2 separate regions of the Columba livia genome follow, and region 2 is linked to region 1. The links are chromatin contacts, called in public Hi-C maps. All regions are on one chromosome and are shown on one strand. The core of a region is the stretch at or near the end of the contact, and the rest is flanking DNA. Distances in the headings are between cores, read along the strand shown. Region 1 holds the start of BCL2L14 (BCL2 like 14). Region 2 holds the start of GPR19 (G protein-coupled receptor 19).

Evidence for each region. Hi-C and Micro-C count contacts between places; a contact is called where the count stands out from the background.
Region 2: a contact with region 1 is called in a Hi-C map of crop, with 4 times the contacts expected there. The contact joins the promoter of GPR19 here to the promoter of BCL2L14 in region 1. A contact is called at or near these places in 2 of 2 Hi-C or Micro-C datasets (crop and liver).

What each region holds. Positions count from the first base shown.
Region 1 is chr1:140,662,647-140,666,276 of bColLiv1.pat.W.v2, reverse strand. It overlaps BCL2L14 (BCL2 like 14), which reads right to left and starts at 1,975. Exons shown (of 6, transcript XM_021298405.2): 1 at 1,748-1,975. LOC110364704 (a long non-coding RNA gene) reads left to right here. Exons shown (of 4, transcript XR_010466810.1): 4 at 1-1,753.
Region 2 is chr1:141,059,998-141,063,627 of bColLiv1.pat.W.v2, reverse strand. It overlaps GPR19 (G protein-coupled receptor 19), which reads left to right and starts at 1,731. Exons shown (of 2, transcript XM_021298419.2): 1 at 1,731-2,414.

The DNA.
Region 1 (3,630 bases), core at 726-3,225:
TACCTCCGGAAGGCTCAGGGACCTTGACCAAGTGGAGGCAATGTCAGTGCTGACCCTGCTGTTTGGCTCAGTTCCCCACCACGAACACTCTGGGCAGTGCTAGCAAACCCCAGGGAAGCACAGGTCGCTGAAGATGGCTCTGCAGCAAGTGGCCTCTGAAGGGCTGAACAAAGCAGAAAGGAGAAGTCAAAGAGGCGTCTCCCAAAAAAATGGTTGTTAATCCCAGCTATTCAGGCCTGGTCTGGTGCTTCTCTTTCAGCCAGCGGAGACAGAAATATGGTACGTTGCCTGGATTGCCAGTTCTGAATAAAACACCTTATTTTTGAGGCAGTGGTGGAGAAAGGCACTAACAATAAAAGCACTGCTTTTTACCTTACTGGCTCATCCCAGGTGTGGGTCCTTCCCTGCAGCCCTGCTCTCACCTACAGAGGAACAGACTGGTGCCTGTGGTAGGGGAGGCTCCTGTGCAAGGGGAAGCAATGGCCAAGATTCCTCTCCTGGATCTTCAAGCTACATCCTTTCCTCTAGGTGGTTGGCCCTAATTTACTGATAGTTCTCATGGAGGGAAGCAGAACCATCACGGGTCTCCCGGTTTCATTACTCTGTAAGCAACACACTTCCCTGAGGAACTGTTTTGTACATATTGAGTCAGTCATTCTCATAAAACCCTTAATGGATAGGTGTTGTCTGTGCAAGAGAGGCTGAACTGTTTTAAACTGTACAGATGCTGTAGAAAACTGGATTTACAGACAAGCCCACCAGGAAGGACCTCTCCATGTGGTACCACAATACAGTTGCCTCTAGGATGGAAAGCAATAATTTGCAAACTGAAGGATTATGCGCCCCTTATTTAATCTTAACTAAATAGGATAGAACATAATTAGCGAAGGCAGGGTTACACTAGAATGCTGAGGAAAACATCCCTAGTGGCAACAGATTTTTCATGAGCACTGTTGTGCAACAAATTCAACACATGCTATATAAAAAGGTTATGCTGATGCATGTCTTTCAGAAGAAAAGGTGTCTGCTAGTCTGCAGCTGTCCAGAAGTATTTCCCATATTCAAAGCTGAGAGGCTGCCAAAGACTCAGTGTCTAGAAGAAAAGTGATGCACCGCTTGGCTTTTAGCACCAGCAGAAATTATAAGGAATGTATTTATGGTCTCCAGTACACTGAATTGGCTGCCACTGTGCAGCAAAGATCTGGGAGCAAAAAGGGAAGAACTGGTTACTGATGATTTTGGGAGAGCATGTCACCTGCTGAATCACCTCCACCATTTATTGCTTAGGTTAGAGTTTCTTTCGGTGGTAAATGAAGGAATTTTACCAGCATGAGGTGACCGCCTAACTTGGACTGGGTGGATCTGTAAGAACCAGGTGGTAAGGATGGAAGTCTACATGAATTCACTGGGGTAGTCCCAAATTTTAAATTCAGCCCTCCATGACTAACTGTAGGGTGGTTAGCAGATGCTCTCTTCAGCTAGATGTGTCAATCTCTTCTTTCAAAAGCATACAGCCAACAGTGGCAAAGCTTGTATGGTAGCTCCCAAAATCCCGGGGCAGTTCCCTCCTTTTTTGACAACACAGCTAAACCTGAAAGTGCCTTGCTTGGTTTATAAATTGCCTATGATAAATATAGCTGCTTAATCCATATACAAATAAAATTCAGAGATTCTCATGCTGGATTATAGACAGCGAAACATTATAAAAGAGAAACCAAGTTCAGAAAAGAAAAGGAGTTTTTATTACCTTCCAGGTCTATTGCACCAGCAACCCTGGGTGATCACAGATCTCAGTTCTTTCTCCTTCTCTTCCAGTAGCTGAGCTTGTTTTGCTAGAGCTGGCCTTGCAAGGACAGTTCTTCCCTTCAGAAACCTCAAGTTCACTTATTTTCTTTAATATTTTCAGTCTTTCATCAAAACACGTGTTCGTGAGCTTTCACTAGGAAGGGCTACTTCCTTATGAGAACAATGTTCAAACATATCAGCTCGCTTATGAAAAGCAGAAAGGGTAGGGCCAGTTCCTCCCGCACGTGACTTCTCAGAAGTGCACTAGGCAAGCGGAAAAAAGTCCTTAGCTCTTCTTGCTAAGTGCTTTTTCTCTTTTTTCCTTCCAAACTCTTTTTTCTTTCTCCATGGTACAGGTTAAATCAAAGAATCATTTTGATACAGGAAGGTTTTCTTTTAAGTGTTTTGAAAACAGTTACACCTCTTCTTCTATAATCAATCATACATTAATCCATGTTTTTTCATGTGTCATTGCGTTATTGTTTTTAAAATCATGTTAAACGTTAATTAGATAAGATCAGTAAGATACTTGCAACAGTGACATGGTATTGCTCTTGTAACTCATGGAACCGAAATTGTGATTTCGTTACCATATAACTAACCCCAAGTTAGTCAAGTCAGAAGCACACACCCATTTTAAGAGGGATTTTCACCATGCCAGTGATCTTCCATTCTCAAAATAAGCCTGTAGACGAAGTGATGAGCTAGGAGGGGCCTCAGGCCCAAGAAAGAGCCAAAAGAGGGTGAACGTTTACATTCATCTGTGGCAGAGTTTTAGCAGACACACAGTGGTTTCTGACTCGGGGGAGATCCCTTCTCAGGCACAAAAGCACTTGAGGCTGTGCCTTCATCTGAGACCACTGTATGGAAAAGGTCTGTCTGGTGCCTTTCCTGCAAAGCAAGGAATTTACTAGCAGAAACAGAAATGTAAGCAGAGCCAACTCTTGCCTTTCCAGGGAATAGCAGCTTTGAGATCACGTATACGTTGCAGGCTTATAGAAGCTTTTTGTTCGTGTTCACTGAAGCTTTCTGTTTCCTTCCTGCTTTCCTAGGGCCAGCTGACCTGAGAGCAATAATAGCAGATGGAAAGCCTGTGTGTTACGGATTATTAACGATTTGTCAATTCCCCGGACTGCAAAAACTTCAGTTTTCGTTTTCTTTTCAAACATACGCCATACCCCAATGCAGAATATACTTTCTCCAACACCAAGAGGGAAAAAAAAAAAGCACAGTGTTTGAGGCCCAGAAAAGGGAAGGTTAGCTTGCTGGAAGCATGAAAAGAGACCTAAACAACCACCCCTTTAAAAGTGCAAATTTGTATTTTATAGCGCCAGTAAGAAAGTGAGAGGACTGACAAAAACAAACTAATATAGATTCTGCTCTATTTTTTCTATTCTATTACTATAGAAATTGTTAGGTTGTTGTTCTGTGTTATATTATGACAAAACAGGCAAAAAATGGCTGTTTTCTGCTCTGCACTCATGTTGACCTTATCACAAGAGCTGGATGTACAGCCCTCCATAACTTTTGAAATACAATGGCAATGCCAAGCTTTGATTTGATTTGATTTGGCTGAGGCAGCGTCGCTACCCATGGAGCAATGACCTCTTCCCAACACGCAGCTGCTCATCCAGCCCATCACTTCCATCACTTTCTGCTGTTTTCCACCTCAAACCCAGAATATCCCAGTACCCTTGAGACTGACCATTCTGGCCATCATTTTAAACTGCTGAGAAATCAAAATACCTGGATTATTTTAAATGCCTGGTGGTATTTAGGAAAGCGTGTGGCAGTTTGTGTTTGCAAATCATCAGCCCTGGCTGCACGCTGGAAAAGCTGTAGCCA
Region 2 (3,630 bases), core at 482-2,981, 400 kb before region 1:
GCTAAGCTCATGAGAAACTAATATCACTACATATTTCAAGCCTTGATCCTTATGTCTATGTGGCAAGAAAGAGAATTCACAAAACAACTGTCAGGTTTTCAGGCCTTCTTCCAAAACTTTGTGCATTTAGCACTGCCAAAGCTGCATCCTTAAACTAGAAGAACAATTGTGTGAGTCAGCCCAGGAGTTTCCATTTCCCTGTGCAATTCTCCATCAACACAGGTGTCAGGTAACCTTCCTTCACCATCCTTCACTGTCAGTGAAACTAATAAAGAAGGTGAAAGTTTATCTTCCTCTGACACTGACAGTTACAAGGAGGAAAACAGTAAAAACGAGAAATTTGCTGGGAAAAATCAGCAAAGTTTGAAACACAGAGTGAAACATCTGGAAATTAAGCTGGTGCATGGTCAAGCTGCCATTACTATTGCCACTGGACAGGGATATGTTGTAGATATATTTGGAAAGCCACATTCCCGACTTAAACTTTATAAAATTATTGCCTTGGTTAAAAGACATATATTTTCCTGAATCCCAGTACAATACCTTCGCCAAGACTTCTCCCAACCTCCAAATGTCCTGAATTCAGAGGATTTTCTGAAAGCAATGTGGCTTATTGGCTTAGGACAGTTTAGATCTATTAAGCACTATTCCAAACACTTTTTTTCAATCTTCCTTCAAATTCACATGAAATTCAGCACCTACAGTATCCTTTGGCAAGAAGATCCATAGAGCTACCCCCACACTTCAAGGAAACAAACCCTTCTGCGTATTCTGAGCCAGGTTCCTTCATCTGATGCCCTCTTCCAAGTTCTTCTATTGGAAGATGGACAGGCAGTCCCTAGTCACACTCCCTGTGTCATTCACTCTACCAAATCTGCCCACACCTTACCCATTTCTAACCAGGTAAAACAATCCTAGTCTATTTGAACCATTCTTTGTATAGAAGTTATTCCATATTTCTTACTTGTTTCTTGGGCTACCTGCTCCACTGCATGCAGTGCAGCTTAAAAATGTAACATATAGGAAATTAAACCATACTGCAGTAATTACTCTAAAAGAAACCCTGTTTATTTCAGTGTCCTTCCTTGAAAGTAACTTTCAATAAGCAACTGCACTTTTCCTCCACTACCCTAAAGAAATTAAATCAAAAACAAATATAAATATATACTTGGGTTTCTCCCCTGAAAAATTGAGGAAAATATCCAGCCTTCGAGTCAACCTTTGTTGTTTCACCTTGCCCTTGTACCTAATGAGAAATCCTGAGATAGCAGAAATCCACGCACCAAACAATTTCCTTGGTTAGTTCACAAGTAGAAAGTTTGTCAGGACTAAATTGATACATTCCATCCTTATGCTTACGGCATAATATAATTTAGGGAGCCATTGTACTTCTGCGGGACAAACGTTTGTGAGAGACCTCTTGCTGAAATTTGGGGAGGGCTGTTATTACTTTGCCCTGTTTGATAAAGTGCGTGTGACAGAGAGCATGAGGAAATGGTGTCAGTGCCATTCCCCATACAACAACAACAACAACAACAACAACAATAATAATAATAATAATAATAATAATAAAGGTGCCCAATGCTAAATGAGGGGAACAAACAGTCTGATTTATCTCTTTTTTTCTTAATGAATTTCAGTATTTTCATGGGAATTAAAAAAAAAAAAAAACACAGATTCCCAGAGGAAGCTAATTAAATATTCTCTCCACCTCCCTCTCCTTATTCATTCCCTCCGTCTCTTTCAGTCGGCAGGGACCCATGGTGACCATGGTGGAAGAAAAGCATCCGCTCTAGCAGCCGCGCCTCGCCATAGCAACCGGGGCGTCAGCGCCGGCAGCCAAATCCCGCGGCAGACCGAGGGGCGGCCCTGCCCCTCGGGGCTGCCCTCCCCTGCCCCCGGGGACTTGCGAAGGGCCGAGCCGGGGGGAGCCCCGCCGCGGTTTTGGGGGGGCAGCCTGGTGCCCGTCCCGTCGGGGCTCAAGGGACGGGCGGGGGCCGCGCCGCTGTCCGTGGTGCTGACGGGCCCCGCACCGCCCAGCCCCGACGGGGCGGGGAAGGGACATCCCGCAGGGTGCGGGGAGGTGAAAGAATGCGGGAGAAAGGAAGGCCCGAGGCGGCGGGGTCCTGAGGAGGGGACAGCCACATGATCTGCATCCCACATGACACAGAAAGAAACTGATGGCAGCAGCCAGCCCTGCGAAACGTCATTTTTTTTTCCTCTGTCAAAGAAGGGGGGTAGAATGATCACTCCTCTTCAACCAGATTTGCAAATATCCGGGCAGAGGCAGCTACTGATGTGAATATACTCCGTGGATTCCAGTATGACTGACACCTTCCCAGGGGTGCCTTCACTTGGGATTACAAACAGAGAAAGGATGAAACCAGCGCCTCTGGGATTAAGCTTTGGAGCAGGTATGTGGATGGCTAAGTGCTGTGCTGAACCGTACTGTGGCTAAAGGGATAATTCTCTTTGCAGAGACAAGCAAGGTGATCTTTTCCAGTAATTTGTCTTCTGTGTATTTCTTTACGTGCTTTTAAAATCCTTGGGGTTTAGCAAGGAGGGTTCATTCCTCAGGAGCAAATGCTCTGTGGGGCTTGAATTTTAAGATGAACTTGCTGAAAGCAGAGAGGTGTGTAGTATTACTACAGAATAAGAATCTATATTTTCTGCACAAATCTACATTCTAAATATCTATATTAATTATTTTTCAATTATGCCACTTACATGTCTTAATACAATCACCCAACATGATCAGTTTGATGAAAGCAGAAAATTACATTTACTGAGATGGAGCAGACCCATTTGCCCATCTGTTTTTGGTTTTGTTTTTTCTCTATAGGTAAATTCAAACAGCTTCTTTCTTCCTCATGTTATTGCACTAAAACATTTGCTTTTGTATTTTTCAGTCATTAATTTGAAATCAGCCTTTCTGAAAGCATTGTCTCCCTTTTTTCTGCATTGATGCCTGGATGCAGCTACTTAGGGAAACACCACAAGCATAGTAATCTTTGCTTATCTGTAGCCAGCAGAGGCAAGACAGCTATTCTGCTTTTGCTAATTCACGCGCATACTCTCTAAGAATGCATAGCAGTATTTTTCATTTGTCCAGCTGGCTTCCAGCATGTCAAACAGTACATTAGCTCCACAGAGTAATGAAGAAGTAACACTGCATTCTGCTTTCAAAAGGCCATTTGTGTGTGTGAGGCAGGGTCCATAGCCAGTTCTTTCTGGCAAGGATTTTCAAATGTGGTTCTTGAAGACTGGTTGTTAAAGGCACTATTAATCACTTAAACAACTCATTTGATTTGCAGAAAAATTGGATGCCAACCCAGAGGCATCCTTAAAAACTAATCCTTATTTGGGTGTCTAAATATGGATTTTTGGAAGCTTGATCTGTGCATTTATTTTAAACATCCTGGTCTCAGATGAGTCAGTAAGGGGAGGAATTTCCATACCTTTGACACGTTTGGAAAGCTCAGCTCCTTAGCTTAAAGTAAGAGCTTGCAGACTCTTAGTCCCTTGCAGTTCTCCTGTGAAGACTCTGTTTACAAAACTGTGCAGTGCGATTCCCCAATCTGGGTCACACCATATTATCTCCATCTGCATGATCTTTGGCAGCCCCACCAG